Linked DNA regions of Mus musculus: region 2 is linked to region 1. The links are chromatin contacts, called in public Hi-C maps. All regions are on one chromosome and are shown on one strand. The core of a region is the stretch at or near the end of the contact, and the rest is flanking DNA. Distances in the headings are between cores, read along the strand shown. Region 1 has its middle 62 kb from the start of Gm25125. Region 2 has its middle 75 kb from the start of Ibtk.

What was found. A called contact is a pair of places that touch in the nucleus more often than the background predicts.
Region 2: a contact with region 1 is called in a Hi-C map of cerebral cortex, with 2.0 times the contacts expected there. The contact joins two enhancer-like sites. A contact is called at or near these places in 5 of 484 Hi-C or Micro-C datasets (the N1E-115 cell line, cerebral cortex and uterus).

What each region holds. Positions count from the first base shown.
Region 1 is chr9:85,409,471-85,412,170 of GRCm38.p6, forward strand. No RefSeq gene overlaps it. Among named protein-coding and RNA genes, the nearest start is that of Gm25125, 62 kb to the right of the region's middle. Within about 2 kb of position 1,416, at least 98 of the 459 cell types and tissues checked have an H3K27ac peak or open chromatin away from gene starts, as enhancers often do. A contact at or near this core is called in the N1E-115 cell line and cerebral cortex, where this site is marked.
Region 2 is chr9:85,672,802-85,675,501 of GRCm38.p6, forward strand. No RefSeq gene overlaps it. Among named protein-coding and RNA genes, the nearest start is that of Ibtk, 75 kb to the right of the region's middle. Within about 2 kb of position 1,345, at least 40 of the 459 cell types and tissues checked have an H3K27ac peak or open chromatin away from gene starts, as enhancers often do. A contact at or near this core is called in the N1E-115 cell line and cerebral cortex, where this site is marked.

The DNA.
Region 1 (2,700 bases), core at 166-2,665:
CAAATCATGAGTGGATTTACACACACACACACATACAGAGAGAGAAAGAGAGAGAGAGAGAGAGAGAGAGAGAGAGAGAGAGAGAGAGAGATTTTCCCTGGACCAGACTGAGAGCAGCTCTGTTATCTTTTAGTCTTACTAGTAATCATAAATCATATTTGTGTTTTTCCTACATCACTGCAGACACTATGAGACCCTCATGTTAAGCTTTTATAACACATTCTAATACACAGATGTGCTGTTGCTTATGGAAACACTCAATTATTAACAAAAACTTAAAATGTTTATTTCATATCATGAAACTATAACCCTTCCAGAACTTGGGAGGCAGAGGTAGGGGTACCTCGGGGTGTTCAAGGCCAGCCTGTATTCCTCATACTCTACAGAAAGTTCCATGTCAGGGCTACATAGTGGGACCCTTTAAAACAAAAGGATCCAGTCTATATGTGCTGCTAAAAATTAAAAATTGTATGTATCGCAACCTCTTTTGTGGCTTGGAGCTTGTGATGTATTTTAAAGTTAAAGGCACATATAGTCATAGACTTCAGGAGGCATATTACAGCCTCCTTTGTAAACATTAAATGTGAACTATGAATGAAGACGAAAGGTCAGCACTAGTTCTTTACCTGCATGCCACTAACATTCCAGACATTGCTTGGTTGATAATCATTGTCTTTAGTAACGCCTCAGATCTATCTTAGCAAGGGCATGGGACCTTGAACAGGAGATAATAAAGGATTGTGTAACAAAGAGGCAGACTAGGTGATGCTCTCAACTCTGATGGTTTCCAGGAGGCTTTGGAAAGGTTTTTTATCTTGGGTTCTATTGCCTCAAGGCTTAAAACACTGTTGTAGCACTACCGTGTTATCTGAGGGGGCAGTTTTTCAAGATGTTCTTTTACAGCTTCTGATAACTTAGTAGATGAACCTTCTTAGCTGGAGGAACAAAGTGTTCTTTTCTGTTTCAAGGAAACTTCGAAACACTAAGTCTTGCTATTCCCTGAAGTATCCTGAGACAGTTTTTACCATCTAACTAGTTTTTAACCTTACCTGGGTCTTATGTATACCAGGGGATCTACCCCTGAGCTACAGTCAAGCCCCGCCCACATGTCTAGTGAATGGTTGGTTGTTCAACTGAGGGCCTCAAAATGAATCATCTTGTCTGATTTAGTTCAGTCCTTTCTGACATCGTACAACTGACAAGACAGCAGCCTATTTCTACACTGAGGTTAGAAAACATGTGTAAGTGATGCAGAATTAAGGCACAGAAATGTCAGCAGATATGAAACTGCACTAAAAATACACACCTCTCTAAATGTGCTAGCTATGGAGATGGAGGATTCCTGAATGGGGCTGAAGAGCTCAGCCTCCTGCGGAGAGTGGCAGAGAGCCAAAGGCAGCACCATCAGGAAGTACAGGCGGCAGCAGTGGCAGCTGCAGCGGCAGCAGCAGCGTGGGCCCTGTTAGGTCTGTTTGCCGAGTCCTAGAGGCCTCACCGACTATCATGAAGGCTTTTTATGGAAACTAGATAAATAGCTTGCGTCACTAGGGCCATCTCTCTTTATCAGAGAAATGGAAGTCTATGAACTGCAGATGTTAAGCTGGTATATGATAATGTGTAATCATCATCATCATTACACACGCACACACACGTGCACACACAATCACACACACACACACACTGAAATCTATTCTGCAATGCTCTGGTTTTCATTTTTACTGAGTCAGATAGAAAAACACAGACATTTACTAGCTGTGCCGAGGTCTATCCATGGGTGTCTGGCATCTTCCTTATTAGCCCTTAAGGTTTAGGACCTTTCAAGTCAAAGAAATTGAGCATCTATGTCCCATCCCAACTCAGGTGCATGTGTGGGAACTTCATTCTTCAAGGTTTGAAGAGTATCTGAGTCATGTCACAGTAGGCTGAAAGCATCCAAAGGAGGGTAGACAAGCAGGAATGACTTTTTCATTCTAGAAACCCTTCCTTCTCTCATCTCTGCCCATTACCACTTGGAGATTGACAGCTATTATCTCATGTTTATCTCTTTCTTGCTCTGTAGTGGATCCGTACCTTCTTTTTTTCCCTAGTTCTTTCTTCTTTGCTACCTCAAGTTAAAAGCCAGTGCCCTGCCCTGGGAGGACTGGGTGTGTAAAGCATCAGACTGAACAATCCACTATACTATCTCTTCAGTTACCCTTATCTGACTACTCTATTTAATTTAGAAGGATCACCTGGCTCAGAAAAGATTCATACATGCCCTGACCCTTCCCTCCCCCCCTCCCCCTCCCCCCTCCTCCCTCCTCCCTCCTCCTTCCTCTCTCTTTCCATTTTGCTTCCTTCTCATTTGCCTTCTCCTTACCTGTCCAATTGTCCCAGGCTCTAACATAACTAAATTGTTTCCCTGGATTTATTGTTAATGGATTAGTTGACCACTGTGACGTTTCCTGATTAGAAAGCAGAAGATTGCATACAGACAGGGAACCCAGTATCCCTGGAGAGAGAGATGAAGTCAGCTTGTTGAGAGATGTTGGCAATCATCTCACCTGATCATTATTTTCTGGGGTAGGGACATGGAACCTGCTTCTTAATCCTCCTCATCAGATGAATGGAATAAGAGACGTGGTAGGTATGTAAACACAATGCTATACAGTTCCACCTTTATAAATAGAAATCCGTCATTTGGAAAACACTAGTGAGCTT
Region 2 (2,700 bases), core at 95-2,594, 260 kb after region 1:
ACAGGAAAAGCATGCCATTTCTCCGGTTCTCTGGGCTGCAGCTGCAGGAATGGCCTCTCATCTCTCAGCAGTGACGGCTCAGGCAGGATCTCTCTGTGGAAGCATTTCTGAACTCAAGATGACCGTTGAGCAGACAACAAGGCCTTTCTGTCCATTGGGTGACTGAGGGGTGACAAGACGAAATTGTCTCCTGTCCCTATTTCCCCTAAACTTTCCAGGCACTTGGGCCTCAGCAGCATCCTACAGTGAGGTGGTTTTTGTTGTTTCTTTGTTTTGTTTTTGTTTTTATGACCCGGAAACATATTTTATAATCTATTTCCTAATGCAGGAAAAGTTGAATCTTACCCCTGCTTTAAAAAAAAAAGCAAAAAACTAACTAAAATTTGTTCTGAAAAATACATGTGATTAAATAAAGCAACTGGAAAAATATTTTCTTTGTTTTGCTGAGAAAACTCAACAGAACCTGAGGACCCCAGCCAGCCTGGCCATTAGGAATCCTGGCCAAGGTAGGAAGGCAGCCATGGTTATCCTCTCCAGCCGAAATAGCCATAAGACATTTCTGGTCTTTTTCTGCTCCTTGGATAGAAGCAACCACTATTATAGCTTCTTTAATAGTTCCAGAGAAGACAAACTCCACCATCCCTCAGCATACTGGAGGAATTATGTTATTTTTTTTTTCTTCTCTCTCTGATGGAACTAGCAATACTTCTTGTGGAAAAACTATTTTGCCATAAATTTTAAAGAGCACACAAGGAGAAGCAATTTGCTAGCTCCAAAATGTACAAAGAAAAAAGAAAAGGAAGAAAATCGAAGGAAGATGAAGGAGAGGAAGGGAGGAGAAGGTGGGGAAGGAAAGGGAAAGAAATGGGTAGGGATGGAAAGGGACGACGGGAAGGGAGGGGAAAGGAAGGGAGGGGAAAGGTGGCTATCAGGAAATGGGAAAATCTACTAATCACATTTGTTCTGAGGACGTGCTAAGCGGATGCTGATTTCACGCTAGGCATTTGAGGCACATATGTCTCTTGATAAAAACCAAAGGGAATGAAATCATAAAGGCTGACAATGTCATCACCATAAAGAGCTCTGAAAGTTATTGTCTTAAAAATAAGTGCCTGGGAGGCCCGAGAGGCCTGGATAGTCTCACCCACACAAAAGCAATTTCTTTTGTCATCTTCTTATTTAACTACGCTAATCCCCAGCGAAGGAAGCTCGGGGCTCTGACGAAGTGCAATGTTGTGAACCCTGACATTTAACAGACGAGCATGCTGTTCCTCCACTGAGCCATTGCTCTGCGACTGGGGGAGCAAAAAAGCCTGAAATGAATCACACGACCAACATACAATGGCACAAGAGATGACTCACCGGGTCCCAAGGAAAATAAGTAGGAATGAGTGGGTTAGAGCTCTCAGGGAACCATGGTCCCAGTGGGCAGTTTATTGGCCTGCATCCCAGTGAGCCTGCAGCTGAAGGGATGCTACAGGAAGTGCTGTGAGGGCCAAGGCGTAAGGGAGATACTCCTTCTGGGATGGTGGTACTGCCATGGCTGCTCGTTTTTCGAGGCAGTCGGGGCCCACTGCAGTAACCCCTCAGAGTGTATGCAGCGGATGATTTATCCAGCAGGCTGCTCATCTGGCATCGGATAAAACATTTGGGATCATTTTACTTGTCTGATACCTAGAGGCGGTGTTCACTCCCTCTCCAATGCGAAATCTAAACCATCCCTGTCATTTCAGACACTTTAATGAAATCTGCTTCTCACAGGATGTCTCAGTCTTGGACATAGTATGTGATTCTCCTACCAAATGGAATCACCTATTTTTATAACTCCTTCTATGGGGGTGGAAAGAGAAAGAAAGATATTCAATTTAAGAAAAAAAAAATCTATGATGCTAGTGATAAGCATGTGCTATCCCGGAGGGTGAGGGTGGGGGCCCACTAGCACTTCCAAATAGCTCACACTAGAGGTGAATGCTCACTGACTCATGAGAAGTCCCAGAGATACTGGCTCCCACAGTTATCCCTTAAGGAAAGAGGGACAGCAAAATGTGGTATGATAATTGTCCCCACAGAATCACAGCTTAAGTGACTACAGGGGAGGCTAGAATTGCCTTTCTAGAGGTTCACTATGCAAGAGTATAAATAAGGTGATAGCCCTTCCTAACAAAAATTAACAGAAAACATTGAAAACCCGTCCTGCACATACACACAAGTCCAAATCCAATGGGAATGTATTGAAGGGCCGTGAGTCTATCCTATTCAATTCTGCAGCGTTAGTCAAATTTACTTCCTGATACAATTTTTAAGAAGCAAAATCAGTATTGTGACTATTACTACCCATATCTCAACTATAGGCTCCAAAACTATTTTAAGAAATTAGAAAGCAAGTTAAAGTAAGTCCCAGGAAGAGTTCCAGTTAGAAGCCCAAACATTAGCACCCTTTGCAATTGGTAAGTGAGCATCTTGCTCACATTCATTATAACCCACAGGCAAACCACATCTTTAACGTTTCCCATATGTCCTGGGTTTGCATGGTGACAATACTGCTGCTTACCACCGTTTTTTCACTTCATCTCGAAATAGCCGAAGAATTGGATGCTATTTCTAGCACGCCAGGAAGGACACCTCGGATTCTGTGCTCACAAGAGTCTACAAATGCAAGAGGGTTAGCACTCCATTTTTTAGGTCTAAATGACCTCCCTT